Regions from separate parts of the Pan troglodytes genome. Here region 2 is linked to region 1. A link is a contact called in public Hi-C data. All regions are on one chromosome and are shown on one strand. The core of a region is the stretch at or near the end of the contact, and the rest is flanking DNA. Distances in the headings are between cores, read along the strand shown. Region 1 holds the start of CUL1 (cullin 1). Region 2 holds the start of EZH2 (enhancer of zeste 2 polycomb repressive complex 2 subunit).

Region 1 (6,677 bases), core at 2,192-4,691:
TAAGTTTAAGTTAGAATTATTCCAGAAAACTCATTCATTAAAAAAAAGCAACTGAGGCACCACCGCAACCAAGTTCTGTTACTCTGGGGACGCAAAAACAAATAAGGAATATCCCCTGCGCTGGAGGAATTCACAATCGGAAATGTATGGGAAATAAGGCTGTCATGTAGTTAATTACAGCTAGAAGATAATATTCAGTTAAGTGGCAAGAGTCTAATGAACTGTAATATCTAAGGAAACCACGCAGAATCGGCTCAGGCATGCGTGTCTGTCTTCTGATGTGGTACACACATCAGGAGTGGGGGGTGGGGCTGCCTATAAGGACCTGAACATGTGGCTCTCAGGGAGGGAGGCTGTTATAAATTGGTGAAAAACCCTAGCATATCTAAATTTGGTTTGTTTTTTGACAAAATCGTTTTTAAAAGATGAAGCCAATGAGAAAAAAAGTTTAACATATTTAGAAAGCAATTCAGCCATCCCTCTCAAGCTTAAGGAACACTCTCCTGAAACCTCCAAAAATGGGCATTAATAGAGTTAAAGCGAGCCAGTCTTGTGTTTGCATGCTTCGGAATTTGAAATGTAACGCAACTATTTCGACTCACCATGGAAAACAACAAATAGAACCTTCAAGTAAAACATTTTTCAATATCCAAAAACAAACCTTCTTTAAACAAAGAAAAATCTCATCTCCAAATATCTTTTTCAAACAGAATGACTGGTTTTACATTTTAAACATCATTACATATTTTACTACATAATACACTCTCCAGGATTTCAGAAAATCGGGTACATTTTCGGGTGCACCATGAAATGAAGTGTTAAACTTAAAACTGCACACACTTCTGCGAGGCGTTAAGCTATGCTTAGGTCCTAGAAGCTCATGGCTTGAAGTAAAAAAGGAATCTAGTTCCTCTTCTGCCGCTTCGTTAAGTGCATTCCAAAAAGTGTGATCGTTTACTCCACTCAGAACTTTTGACGATTTTAATGCTACTACAGGAAAGAACAATTACACAGAGCAAACAAATATTTAAGTAGACTGCAATTCAGTATTTGCGCACTTACCACTAACCCCTACTACGAACCAGAAGCAACCAAGAGTGACCCAATCGGAAAAGAGAATCCTCTTTTTGGCAAAGCCAGCCAGGGAGAAAACCCTAACTTTGGGGATTCATTTCAAGGAATGTCTACAAGCATTCCTCTCTTTCTTATCTTATGTCTGCGCTACACAATACTGCACGGGTGGCAGAAACAGGGGTCTTTCAGATCTTAGGGGAAAAAAAAGCGATGACCCCCGAGTCTGGGGACCCCAAGCCCCAGCAGCCTGGCGGGCGCACGGCTACCCTCAGGGTCAGGGCGCGCGCTCCCGTTGGGACCGGGGGCGCGCCGAGGCCGCAGCGCAGGGCCCGGCCCGACTAGCGAGCGATAGGCGGGCGCCGGGGGGCTCTGTCCGGTTCGGCCGCCGGGCTAGCATCCCTGCGCGCATGCCCCGGCCCGCTCTCCCAGGAGAACGGGGCAAAAGGGCGACTGTTACCCAATAATAGCGCCCTGCACGTTCGCAACAATGCAGGCGGGGAACCCGAGAGCCGCGGGCAGGGAACCGGAAAACGAGAGAGCCCGGCTCCGCGGCTGCTCCTGCGCGTGAGCCCAGAGCTCACAGGGGAGCACGCGTCGGCCGGAAAGCAGCGCCGGGAAGAAGCGTGGGCGCGAGGGGGCAAGGGCACGGGTCCCGGCGTCCCGCGGAGGTCGCCTCACCAGGCGAGGCGCGGACGCCCGAGCTGCCCCGGGCCACACGTCGGCCCACCCTCCGAGAACCCGGCCCGGTCGCGGCGGGGAAAGGGGCCGGCGCCACCAGGCCGCCGCCTCCAGGCGCGATGAATCGTGCTTTTTCCCAGTGCGTAGTCCAGGCCTGGCCGCCCCGGCCTGTCCGGGGTGACTCAGGGCCCGGCCCCGCTCGCTCCTCTGCCACCTTCGGCGTCCTCCGCCCACGAGTCCCCCGGCCTGGCCGCCATTCTGCCCGGCCGCGTTTCGGCGGCTCAGGCCTCGCCAGGCGCCTGGTTTCGGCCGTCGCGGCCCGAGTCACTGCGACACCGCGGCTCGGGGCCGGGCCTGCGCCGCCGCCGCCGCCACCTCCTCTCGGCCCCGGCGGCTGCCGACACTCACCCGCATCTCTGTGGTGCCCCAAAGGCTCCCGCGACGCCTCCGCCTGGTCCCTGGGCCCCGGCGAAAGCCCCGTCCCGCCAAGGTCTAGCTGCGTCCCTCAGCTACCGGGGCTGCCCCGCCTGGAGCTGCGTGCGACACGGCGCCCGCCTCCTCCTCCTCCCCTGCCCGCCCGGCCCTCCTCCTCCCGCCGCCGCCGCCTGCACCACGCAACCTCCGCCCTCTCGCCTTCCCTGCGCGGCTCCCCGCCCTCTCGGCCTCACCGGCTCCGGCGACCGCGGGGGAGAAGCTGTTGGGGGAGGGCCGGAACGCACCGCCATCGGCGTCCGGGGCGGGGGAGCCGGGAAACCGTCGTCGCCATCGCCCCGCCAGCCCGAGGCGCGGGAGGGGCCCGGAAAGCTCCCGCCCGCCCGCCGCTGCCGGCGGCCCCGGGGGCGCCCCTTCCGCGGCCGAGGCTCCCGCTCGCGTGGGGAGCTTCTACCTGCGAGCCTGCGGCCCCTGCCCCCGACACCCGAGACATCCCCGACCCGGCGCGCCGGATTCTCTGCCAGGTTTTACAGCCTCCCTCGCCTTGGGACCGCCGCGGAGGACCCGTTCCCGCCACTTCGGACCTCGCGAGCGGGGCTGAGCTGCTTGGGTCGGGGACACCACCAGCCTCTGGAGAAACGGCCCGAAGCACCCCGAAGAAGAGGGGGGTCCCAGTCCCCTGCCCCTCCCCTGTGCGCACCCCCACCCCCAGCTTGCCTGGAACCTGACTCCACACCTTTGTCGACCGGGACAGGGACTGGGGGATGCACCCCAGATCAGAAAGTCAGAGGTGGCCCTCCGAATCGGCGCAGACTTCCGAGGAACCTCAGCCAATTCTCGACCCCCTTAACACCTGCAAGGCCTTAGGAATCGGCTCCAGAAAGCTCGAGCTTATCTGCGTGTTTCTTTTTAAAAATCACTTCTAAGATAAAACCTAACTAGGCTTTCCCCTTCAGACTTTCACTAACTCCTGTTTGGCAAATTTTGACATTCACTCTATCCTTCGTCTTTGTAAGGACAAATCAAGACTTAGAAGGCTTTGATTACACATACGGATGGCATGAGTCGTGATATAAAATAATATTGTTTTCACGTGTACTTCGAAGTCATCTCATTTGAAATTAACTGTCATAATTGACTATTTGGAATATTCAACCTAAATACTACCCGCTGCTGTGGTGACGGGGGGTGGAGGAAGCGTGGTGGAACCCGCACACCTAGTGAGGGGTGGCTGATTAATACCACGGCTCACAACATAACAGAGCGGCTCATTCCATGAACAACCCCGGGGGGATTTCGAATTCTATCATCTGGGCAAAAGATGTGATGAGTGTAACTTCCTGTTTTCTCCAAACTAAAACACTACGCAGATTCCTGTACCGCTCTGGGACAGAAATCCTCAGCCAGAGCAGAGGCCGTCCCCAGAGTCCACACTGTTTCCGGCATAAAGTGGGTTATCTCAGAAGAAACATCCCACTGGTCTGTGTGATCCCTCTATTGAAATGTGGTCTTTTATCTACATCTAAGTATCTCTAGAAGTAATGCGTTTGTATGTACTTGTCACTCAGATATGTAATCCCTTAATTTGTGCGGGGTTTTGGGGTGTGAAAAATTCTTGGTTTATATCCTACACTTTTAAATAACCTCGTCAAAACTTACATGTATTTAACACCTTTTTTTGTGAGCACATGGTAAGGTTGGAAGTGAAAATGGAAGGTTTATCCCTGTGGCCCATGTTTTCCAGTGTACCTATGTGGGGTTTTAAAACAATGTCCCAATTTCTTCCTTTTACTGGAGACTGCGTTTTTTAGACAACAACTTATCTTCCTATTCCCTAACCAGTCTTCTCCAATCTTACCATTCAATATAGCCTCCTTTTCTGTGACTTCCTCCAGCTGAATAGAAGGGCTGAGTGGGTCAACCTTCCCTGTATTGTTTGTTTCCTCCACCCTCTCTTTTTCCTTAATAGCAGTATGTGGTCCACCCACACCACCCTCCCTCTTCTCACTGCCTCCATTCCTGGTTCTTAACTCCTTTCTATTCTTTACTCTCCACCTGCCTACACGATCATTCTTAGCAGCAAATGTATTCCATCGACTTTTACGTCCACTTAACATCCAGATTGCATTTACTTTGCGCAGATAACCTTGCCTCCTACCTCACAGGTCAAGGCCACCTGCTGCTCTCTTTCTACTTTAAAACATCCTTCCTCCATCTTTACCCCCCAACTCAGCAAAATTGATGTCTCTCTCGGATGACCCAAAGTTTGGAGGGATAATTAATTTGATAGATGTCAGAATCAAAGTTCAAAACAGTCTCAACAGACTACAACATTAGGCCAAAAGCAATGAAATAAAACATAACTTTCAAATCTAAATATGATGTACTTACTAGCTGGAAAAGCCCAAGTTTTAGATTTTAGCAGACCTTGGTTTATATCTAGTTACCCAAATTTGAGTCATATCCAGTAACTCAAATTACTATCTTTTGCTCTAGTAAGGTCAACTGTTAATTTGAGATAAAAATACCTACTTCATAAGAGTGTGAAGAGTAATTTCTTTATAATTCCCACGTAATTCATGGAACATTCACCAACCATTAGTTCCCCTCCCTTCCTCATCGTCCACAAAGTGGATGTCTCTGTTGCCATTCATAACACATTCTTTAATTCATACAGACCTGGAAACAGACTCAAAATCCTGGCCCATTCACCTTGTATCCCAGAGCTGTCACCATCGTAGAGAAATCCTTTGCCTATTTTGGGTCAGTCATTATCATCATCATACCCATTTTTTCAATGAAAAAACCTAAGGCTCAGAGATGTTAGGCAATTTGCTCCAAATCACTCAGCCTGATCAGTGGCATAACCTGACTCGGTGACTCCTGATTCTGTGTATATCCACTCCTTTACTAAGATATTCTCCCACACTTATGTTGGTCCTTTAGCCTTCTAAATGCTTTTCCTGGTTCTTATCTCTTTATCCTTCCACTTGTGTCGTGACTGATGGCAGATTATTCCTTCTAAACTGATACCTTCATCATTATAATTTTGTCCTTTCAAGCTTCAGTGGTTCCATATTGTTTATAGTGTTCAATCCAAATTTGGACCTGGCACTTAAGGTTTACCAGATCTTGTCCAAACTTGCATTTCCAAATTTATTTCCTGCCACTTCCCAGAAGGAACTCTCAATGCCATCCGGTCCTGTTGGTCGTACTCACTGGCCCACAGATGAGCTGTGAGTCACCATTTATGAGGGCCTCCTTCAGTTGTTCCCTTAACAGATACCGTTTCCCACTTCTTTCCTCCATCTCCAAATCATGCTCACTTTTCAAGATCCAGCTCACACCCCCTCCCAGGAAGCCCACCTTACACCTTCTACCCAAGCTTTGTGATCTCTCCCTGATTGCCTGTTCACATGTTGTGCCTTTAAACTAGGTGGTCTGTGCTGTGGGGTGAGAGACAATTTCCTAACGTTCACCTGCCCCCTCAGCGCTGTGCCCAAACAACACTGAAGCAGATTCCAAGCAAATTTGCTTACTACTGAAATGAAAGGGTACAGGTGTTACTTGATTAACCATATGAACTATTATTTCTAAGACACAGGTAAGTAACTAGCCATCCAGTGCAAAGTGAATTAACAGGATGGTTCTCAAACCTGGCTTTGCTTCAGAATCAGCTGGGGACTTTACTAATTCCGAGGGCCCTGTTCCAGATCTACTGAATCAAAAGTAGGTGGGAAGCAGCCGGGAGGGAACATGAAACTGCCAGAGTTTATATCCTGGCATCGTTGCTTATTATCTGGGGAACTTTGAGCAAGTTACTTAACCTCTCTGTGCCTCAGTTTCTTCGTCTATGACATAGGGATGATAATAATAGTAGCTTGGCCGGGCATGGTGGCTCATGCCTGTAATCCCAGCACTTTGGGAGGCCAAGGCAGGTGGATCACTTGAGGTGACCAGCCTGGCCAACAAGGTGAAACCCTGTCTCTACTAAGAATACAAAAATTAGCCGGGTGTGGTGGCATGCACCTGTAATCCCAGCTACTCAGGTGGCTGAGGCAAGAGAATCGTTCGGACCCAGGAGACAGAGGTTGCAGTAAGTGGAGATTGCACCACTGCACTCCAGCCTAGGGTGACAGAGTGAGACTCTGCCTCAAAAAATTAATAATAATAGTATCTCATATAAGGTTGTTGTAAGTTAAATCCTTAATAAATATTACCTATGACAATGATAATTTTTCAATTAAACTTGTTTATTTAATCCAAATCATGAAATATACATTACTTGTGATTTTTTTTAAAAAATAGTTCTGCTTATAAAAGTAGTTACATATATGCTATAACTAACTATACAGAGTAATTCAACTAGATTAGTATCCAAAGGAAGCTGGAAAGAGATGAAATAATCAAATGATTTCTTATACCTAGATTTTAAAATTCTTTTTGAAGAAGTAGGTGTTTAAGTCCCCTACTTTAATTTCTTTCTTACCTTC
Region 2 (6,677 bases), core at 3,087-5,586, 190 kb before region 1:
ATCTGTCAGGAAATTCTGTTGCTTATACCTTCAAAATATATCCAGACTCCACTTTCCACCAGCTCACTGTTACCACTTTGGTCTGAGCCACAATCATTTCTTGCCTGGCTTATTACAACGGACTCATCACTGTCCTCTCTGACTTGGCCCCGGCTCCGCTTCAGGATCCTTTCAACACAGGAGCTAGAATGATCTTGTTTAAATGACCAAATCGCCTTTCTACTCAAAATCCTCTCATTTTATAAAAGATAAAGACCTAACTATGGTCCACAAGGAGCTGAAAAATCTGCTTGTGCCGCCTCCATTCTTCAACATCATTTCCCACTTTTCTTCCCCTTCCTGTGCCAGAGCACATCAGCCACGCTTCTGCCTCAGGCCCAGGCACTGACTGGCCCTTCTCTCTGCCTAGAACAGTCTTCTTTCAGTAAATGCTCCCTCAGCTCCTTCAAGTTTTTCTTCATATGTCACCTTCAAAATGAGGGCTTCCTTAACCAAGTGGCTTTTAAAAAATTATTTTATTCCCAGGCTGGAGTGCTGTGGTCCCATCTCACTGCAACCTCCGCCTCCCAGCCTCAAGCGATCCTCCCACCTCAGCCTCCAGAGTAGCTGGGACTATAGGCACCATGACCGGCTAAGTTTGGTATTTTTGGAAGAGATGAGGTTTCGCTATGTTGCTCAGGCTGATCTAGAACTTGTGAACTCAAGTAATCCTCCCATCTCGGTCCCCAAAGTGCTGGGATTACAGGCGTGAACCACCACATCCAGCCCCAAGCTGTTTTAAAATTACAGCAATTGCACCCAATACTCCCCTCTTCCCATGCCTTATTTTTATCACCACCTCATGTTCGGTATAATCATCATTCACAGAGTAAGCACTCCATAAATGAGTGCTGTATAATATGTGGGAAGTAAATCCCATTTTTGGGGTTGAAAGGGAGGTTCTGAGAAGTGAAGGGATTGAAAGGGAAGTTCGCTGGCTGACAGCCTTAACTTTGCACTCCATCTTCTCCAGTTCCCCCAGGACAACCCTGAGAATCAGCTATGTGCCAGGCACGCTAGGCCCTGGGGTTACAACTTTAGGGCTTAACTGTTTTTCGTTTCATCTTTTAACTTTAATACTGAATCTTTGTTGTTCACACAGGACAGAACAATCTTTACACAGAAATGAAAAAGCTTGGTGACCCTCAACCTCCATATCCACCTTTGTGTTTAGCCTGGCTTTCTGCTTCATCTAGGCCCCTTGAGTAACTGGCATTCACACACACACCTGCTTATATGTTTACTATTCATTATACACATTAAAATTTTTTTTTCCCATTGAAATAGTCATAGAGGTCTGTTAAATAGGCCTGTATATTTTCTTGCTTTCCTGGGTTAGACATCTTCAGACAGTTTTTCTTTTGGTAGCAAAAGCAAAATACTTCTTCCCCCTCCTAACTTTGCTGTATTTGTCATATACAGAAATGAGTCGCGAGACATCATGAACCCCACATACAATGAAGTCCTTCTGGAATATTTTCAAATTATCCCCTTTTTCTGCCATTACTGTGGCCTAAACTACCTTGCTTAAATGGACAATGTCATCATTGAATCAAGAAAATACTGTGATCCACTGGCATCCCTTTTCACCCTAGCCTTCATATCATATTTATATTAAATGTCTGTTATATATATTCAGTATCATCCCACCTAGCTCTTTAATGGTTAGAGTCCAACCTACACACTCTTCCCAGTGGTAATGGTTGCTCTATAAAGTTCTTTGTACGTGTTTCTTTTTTTTCCTAACATTCACTTGGTGCCAATAATTATATTTTGTCCAATCACTTTTTTTTTTTTTTTAAGAGATAGGGTCTCACTCTGTTGCTCAGGCTGGAGCGCAGTGATGCGATCATAGCTCACGGTAACCTTGGGATCCTGAGCTCAAGCAGTCCCCCTCACCTCAGCCTCAGGGGCAGGTGGGACCATAGGTACTTCTGTGCCACCACACTCAGTTATTTTTTAAATTTCTTGTAGAGATAGGGTCTTGCTATGTTGCCCAGGCTGGTCTCGGAGCTTCCCACCTCGACTTCTGAAAGTACTGGGGTTACAGGTGTGAACCACTAAGTCTGGCCTGGAATATCTTGATCCATCCATTCCTTGATTCTAAACGTCTAGCAATTTACATGACATTTCACACCATGTTGCAGAGTTATATACTGCTTTGATTTGCTTTATGGTAGTCTCTAATTTCATTGATCTTCCTCTTAAAAAATGCCTTGTTTTAATATTTAGTATTACAGGACTGATAAGTTCAGTAATTTGATAAGCAACTTAGGGATAAGTAGTTAATTTCTGAGGTTTAAATTGCTGGTTTTAAAAAATTGTAAATTGCTGGCCTAGATAGATGCATTTTATCTTGGAGAATGAATGCATTGGTGACTGGAAGTAATGGCAGCTATAATTCGTTACGTTATTTTACAGTCACATCTCAGCTGCATAACCTATTTACTTTTTGCAGTGTTATCACTGATTCACAAGATAATTTTGCTTTTATCTGGGCACATGATTGCTTGTTTCTCCTTATCTTTTAGCTTCCCTTCATATATACTTTCCAACATTGGAGTGATTCAGAATATATGTGAGGAATGGGATGCTGATTTAGGAAAGGCGGGAAAATTATGGGCTAAATCATCTGATGAAAAATTCTGGCCCAGCGCAGTGGCTCACGCCTGTAATCCCAGCACTTTGGGAGGCCGAGGCGGGCAGATCACAAAGTCAGGAGATCGAGACCATCCTGGCTAACACGGTGAAACCCCGTCTCTACTAAAAACACAAAAAATTAGTCGGGTGTGGTGGCAGGCACCTGTGGTCTCCAGCTACTCGGGAGGCTGAGGCAGGAGAATGGTGTGAACCCGGGAGGCGGGGCTTGCAGTGAGCTGAGATGGTGCCACTGCACTCCAGCCTGGGCGACAGTGTGAGACTCCGTTTCTTAAAAAAAAAAAAAAAATTCTGGCTAGTTATTAAATTCATTAAAAATATTTCTTCAGATTTTTACCCCAACAGTTCATAGGTGACCTTTTTTCAGTTTCCAGTATGAACTCTCAATATGGAATCTCAGTTTACATGACAATGGTATTTTACCCCACAGATACATCCTAGTAAAAATAAATTCGGAATACTCTTAACTGCATTGCCACATGAAGCAATAGGAGAGACTGTATCCTAAGCAGAATCCCTCTAATTCCTCTGGGTTGAGGTAGCTTGACCCCCCATAACCAAGATCAATTTTTTTTTTTTTTTTTTTTTTTGAGATGGAGTCTCGCTCTGTCGCCCAGGCTGGAGTGCAGTGGCGTGATCTCGGCTCACTGCAAGCTCCGCCTCCCGGGTTCACGCCATTCTCCTGCCTCAGCCTCCCGAGTAGCTGGGACTACAGGCGCCCGCCACCACGCCCGGCTAATTTTTTGTATTTTTAGTAGAGACGGGGTTTCACCGTTATTAGCCAGGATGGTCTCGATCTGCTGACCTTATGATCCGCCCGCCTCGGCCTCCCAAAGTGCTGGGATTACAGGCGTGAGCCACCACGCCTTGCAAATATCCTCACACTTTGCAGAGGCGGCAAGTGAACAGTGCTCATCTTGATAAAAGATTTTTAACACTGACACGTGCTTAGAACTACGAACAGTGGAAGGGTCTGAAATGGCAGCAATGTCGCCCTTTCACAGGTTTCTAGGGCGATAAGCACTGCAAGCTCGGCCAGCCAAAGTCCAGCGGCGGGGGAAAAAACGGCCAAGGCAGCAGCAGACATAATCAAACAGGGCCCGGGTCGGCGGCGGTGGCTCACGCCTGTAATCCCAGCACTTTGGGAGGCCGAGGCGGGCGGATCACCAGAAGTCGGGAGTTCGAGACCAGCCTGACCAAGACCCGTCTCTACTAAAAGTAGAAAATTAGCCGGGCGTGGTGGCGCATGCCTGTAATCCAGCTACTCGGGAGGCTGAGGCATGAGAATCGCTTGAACCCGGAAGGCAGAGGTTGCGGTGAGTCGAGATCGCGCCATTGCACTCCAGCCTGGACAACCAGAGCGAAACTCCGTCTCAGGAGGAAAAAAAAAAAAAAAAAAGAAGTAACGGGTCCGGCGGCAGCGCGCGGGCCGGGCGAGCGTCTCCCCGCAAACGCGGCGCCACAGCAGAGCCGACCTCCGGGGCCCGCGCCCTCCCCTCCCCGGGCACCACTAGGAGCGGCCAGCCTGGGCCTTGGCTCCGCGCGCGGGGAAACGAGCGCGGCGGTTAAAACCGTTACCACCCCCGAGTTTTGAACTGGTTCAAACTTGGCTTCCAGCCCCCGCCCCGCCCCTCCCCCGCCCGGGAACTCTGCGGCGCCGGTTCCCGCCAAGAGCCGCCGGCGCGTCGTCCCGCCCTTCGGCCGGTTCCCGCCACCTATCCTCCCCGCCTCCCGTCCGCGGCGGGCTCCGGGCCCCCTCGATGTCTCCCGGTCCCCGCGTGCCTGCACACCGCCTTCCTGAGAGGCGCCGTGTGTTCAGCGAAAGAACAAAGAGACGGCGGCGGCGCTTCCACACGGCCAGTGGCGTTCCTTACAGCGAGCCCCGCCGCCGCCCGCGCGCGCACGCGCTGCCAGTGCCCGCCCGCCCACGAGCCCTGATCGCACTCTGCGTGGGGCTGGCTCGGCGCCTCCGAGCCCGGCGGGCCCTGTGATTGGACGGGCGCCCGCCTCGCGTCCCGCCAATCGGGGCGGCGCTTGATTGGGCTGGGGGGGCCAAATAAAAGCGATGGCGATTGGGCTGCCGCGTTTGGCGCTCGGTCCGGTCGCGTCCGACACCCGGTGGGACTCAGAAGGCAGTGGAGCCCCGGCGGCGGCGGCGGCGGCGGCGGCGCGCGGGGGCGACGCGCGGGAACAACGCGAGTCGGCGCGCGGGACGAAGGTAACGCGCCGCTGCGGGCGGCCCGGCCGGCGGGGCTCCGGGAGTGCGAACCGGGCGGCGGCGGCGGCGGCGCCAGGACCTCCCCGCCACTGCTGTGCCGGTCCCGGGTATCGCCGATCGGGGCTCACCGGGGCGCCGCGTTTGTAGGCGTGCGGGGGGCGGAGGGTGAGGGGAGAGCCCCCCTCCCCGGAAGGAGCTGTGAGCTTCGGGCTGGCCCGCGGGACCCTGCGAGTGAGGCAGCGCAGACCCCTGGAGCTGCGGGGCGGGGGGCGTGTGGGGGGCTCCTTTCCCGGTGCTTGTCCTGGCTGGGGTCGGGGCATTCCAGTGCCCGGTCCAGGGTGGCAGCTCGAGCCTCAAGTCTCCTTTGTGTGGCGCGGCCGCGGCGGGAGCGCCCGGGTGGGACGGGACAGACACAAGTTGGTGGGACCCAGCCGCCGAGTCCGCACTCAGACAAAGGACGGACTGTGTCTCCGGAGGGCTCGGCGCGAGGGGAAGGGGCATGACACCCGGGCCCGCCGGCGGGCGGGAGAGGGGCGTGGGGAGGCGCGGGCCGCTGCCGGGGTGGGCAGGGCTCGGCCCTCGCCTCGCGCACGCCCCCGGTCCCGGGCGCGCCGACCCCGGGCTGGGGCCGCGGCGCTCGCGGGACGACGTTCGCGGCGGGGAACTCGGAGTAGCTTCGCCTCTGACGTTTCCCCACGACGCACCCCGAAATCCCCCTGAGCTCCGGCGGTCGCGGGCTGCCCTCGCCGCCTGGTCTGGCTTTATGCTAAGTTTGAGGGAAGAGTCGAGCTGCTCTGCTCTCTATTGATTGTGTTCCTGGAGGGCGTCCTGTTGAATTCCCACTTCATTGTGTACATCCCCTTCCGTTCCCCCCAAAAATCTGTGCCACAGGGTTACTTTTTGAAAGCGGGAGGAATCGAGAAGCACGATCTTTTGGAAAACTTGGTGAACGCCTAGTGAGTTGCCACTTTCTAAAGAATCGTAATCCTTAAACATTACAAGCTGTTTTGGCCAACTTGTGTGATACATCTGAGAATGGCGACAGGTGCTAACGAAATCAACTGTCATTCAGCCAGATTATTCCCCAAATCCCGACGGGTTGAATGAGGATGAGCTGGTAGAAGTAGGTGATCAAAATAGAATGGCTATGACAAATGTGTGTTTAGATTATACAGTTAGCAGTTTCTTATTAATTGGTCTCGTTTTCTGTGAACAATAGCTTTGGTGATTCAGAAAAGACTGGATGGAGAAATGTTTGTTGCCTAAGAAATTTAACGTGTGCTGTCCACAGTTAAACTTCCTTTATCACACAGGATCTGTAACATTTAAATTCATTTGGAAATAAAAATGTGTCTTTGCTATTTACTTAAAGGCTTGCTTTTTAGGGTTCAAGCAAGTTATTATTAGTTTAATTTTGTGGCGTTTTGATGTCATCATAAAACAGCATTTAATAAACCTTTGAAAAACACGAGTGTTGTCACAGTTGAATGTAGTCTATACTTTTAGGGGTTTTGGAGTTTATTTTCTATTACTCTTCATAAGCATTAGCAACTAATTCATGTTTAGGAATACTGATCAAGTGTGTAATCCTAACTTGTTTATTTGTAATTTTATTTGCAGGAAAACAAGTATTTAAGATATATTTTAATTTTCTATTCATGGTCTCTAAAGTTAGGAATAGGTAGGATTCTAGTCATAGATACAAAGCATCTTGTTCTCTCTTTTCGGAGGTGTGTTGGGTGATGTAATATTTAAGGTTTCC

What was found. Hi-C and Micro-C count contacts between places; a contact is called where the count stands out from the background.
Region 2: a Hi-C map of stem cell-derived neural progenitor cells shows a contact between it and region 1, with 2.7 times the contacts expected there. The contact joins the promoter of EZH2 here to the promoter of CUL1 in region 1. A contact is called at or near these places in 1 of 7 Hi-C or Micro-C datasets (stem cell-derived neural progenitor cells) and 1 of 1 datasets of contacts at active chromatin or transcription factors (stem cell-derived excitatory neurons).

Annotation. Positions count from the first base shown.
Region 1 is chr6:163,847,284-163,853,960 of NHGRI_mPanTro3-v2.0_pri, reverse strand. It overlaps CUL1 (cullin 1), which reads right to left and starts at 3,441. Exons shown (of 22, transcript NM_001246604.1): 1 at 2,921-3,441.
Region 2 is chr6:164,034,077-164,040,753 of NHGRI_mPanTro3-v2.0_pri, reverse strand. It overlaps EZH2 (enhancer of zeste 2 polycomb repressive complex 2 subunit), which reads left to right and starts at 4,336. Exons shown (of 18, transcript XR_010159047.1): 1 at 4,336-4,915.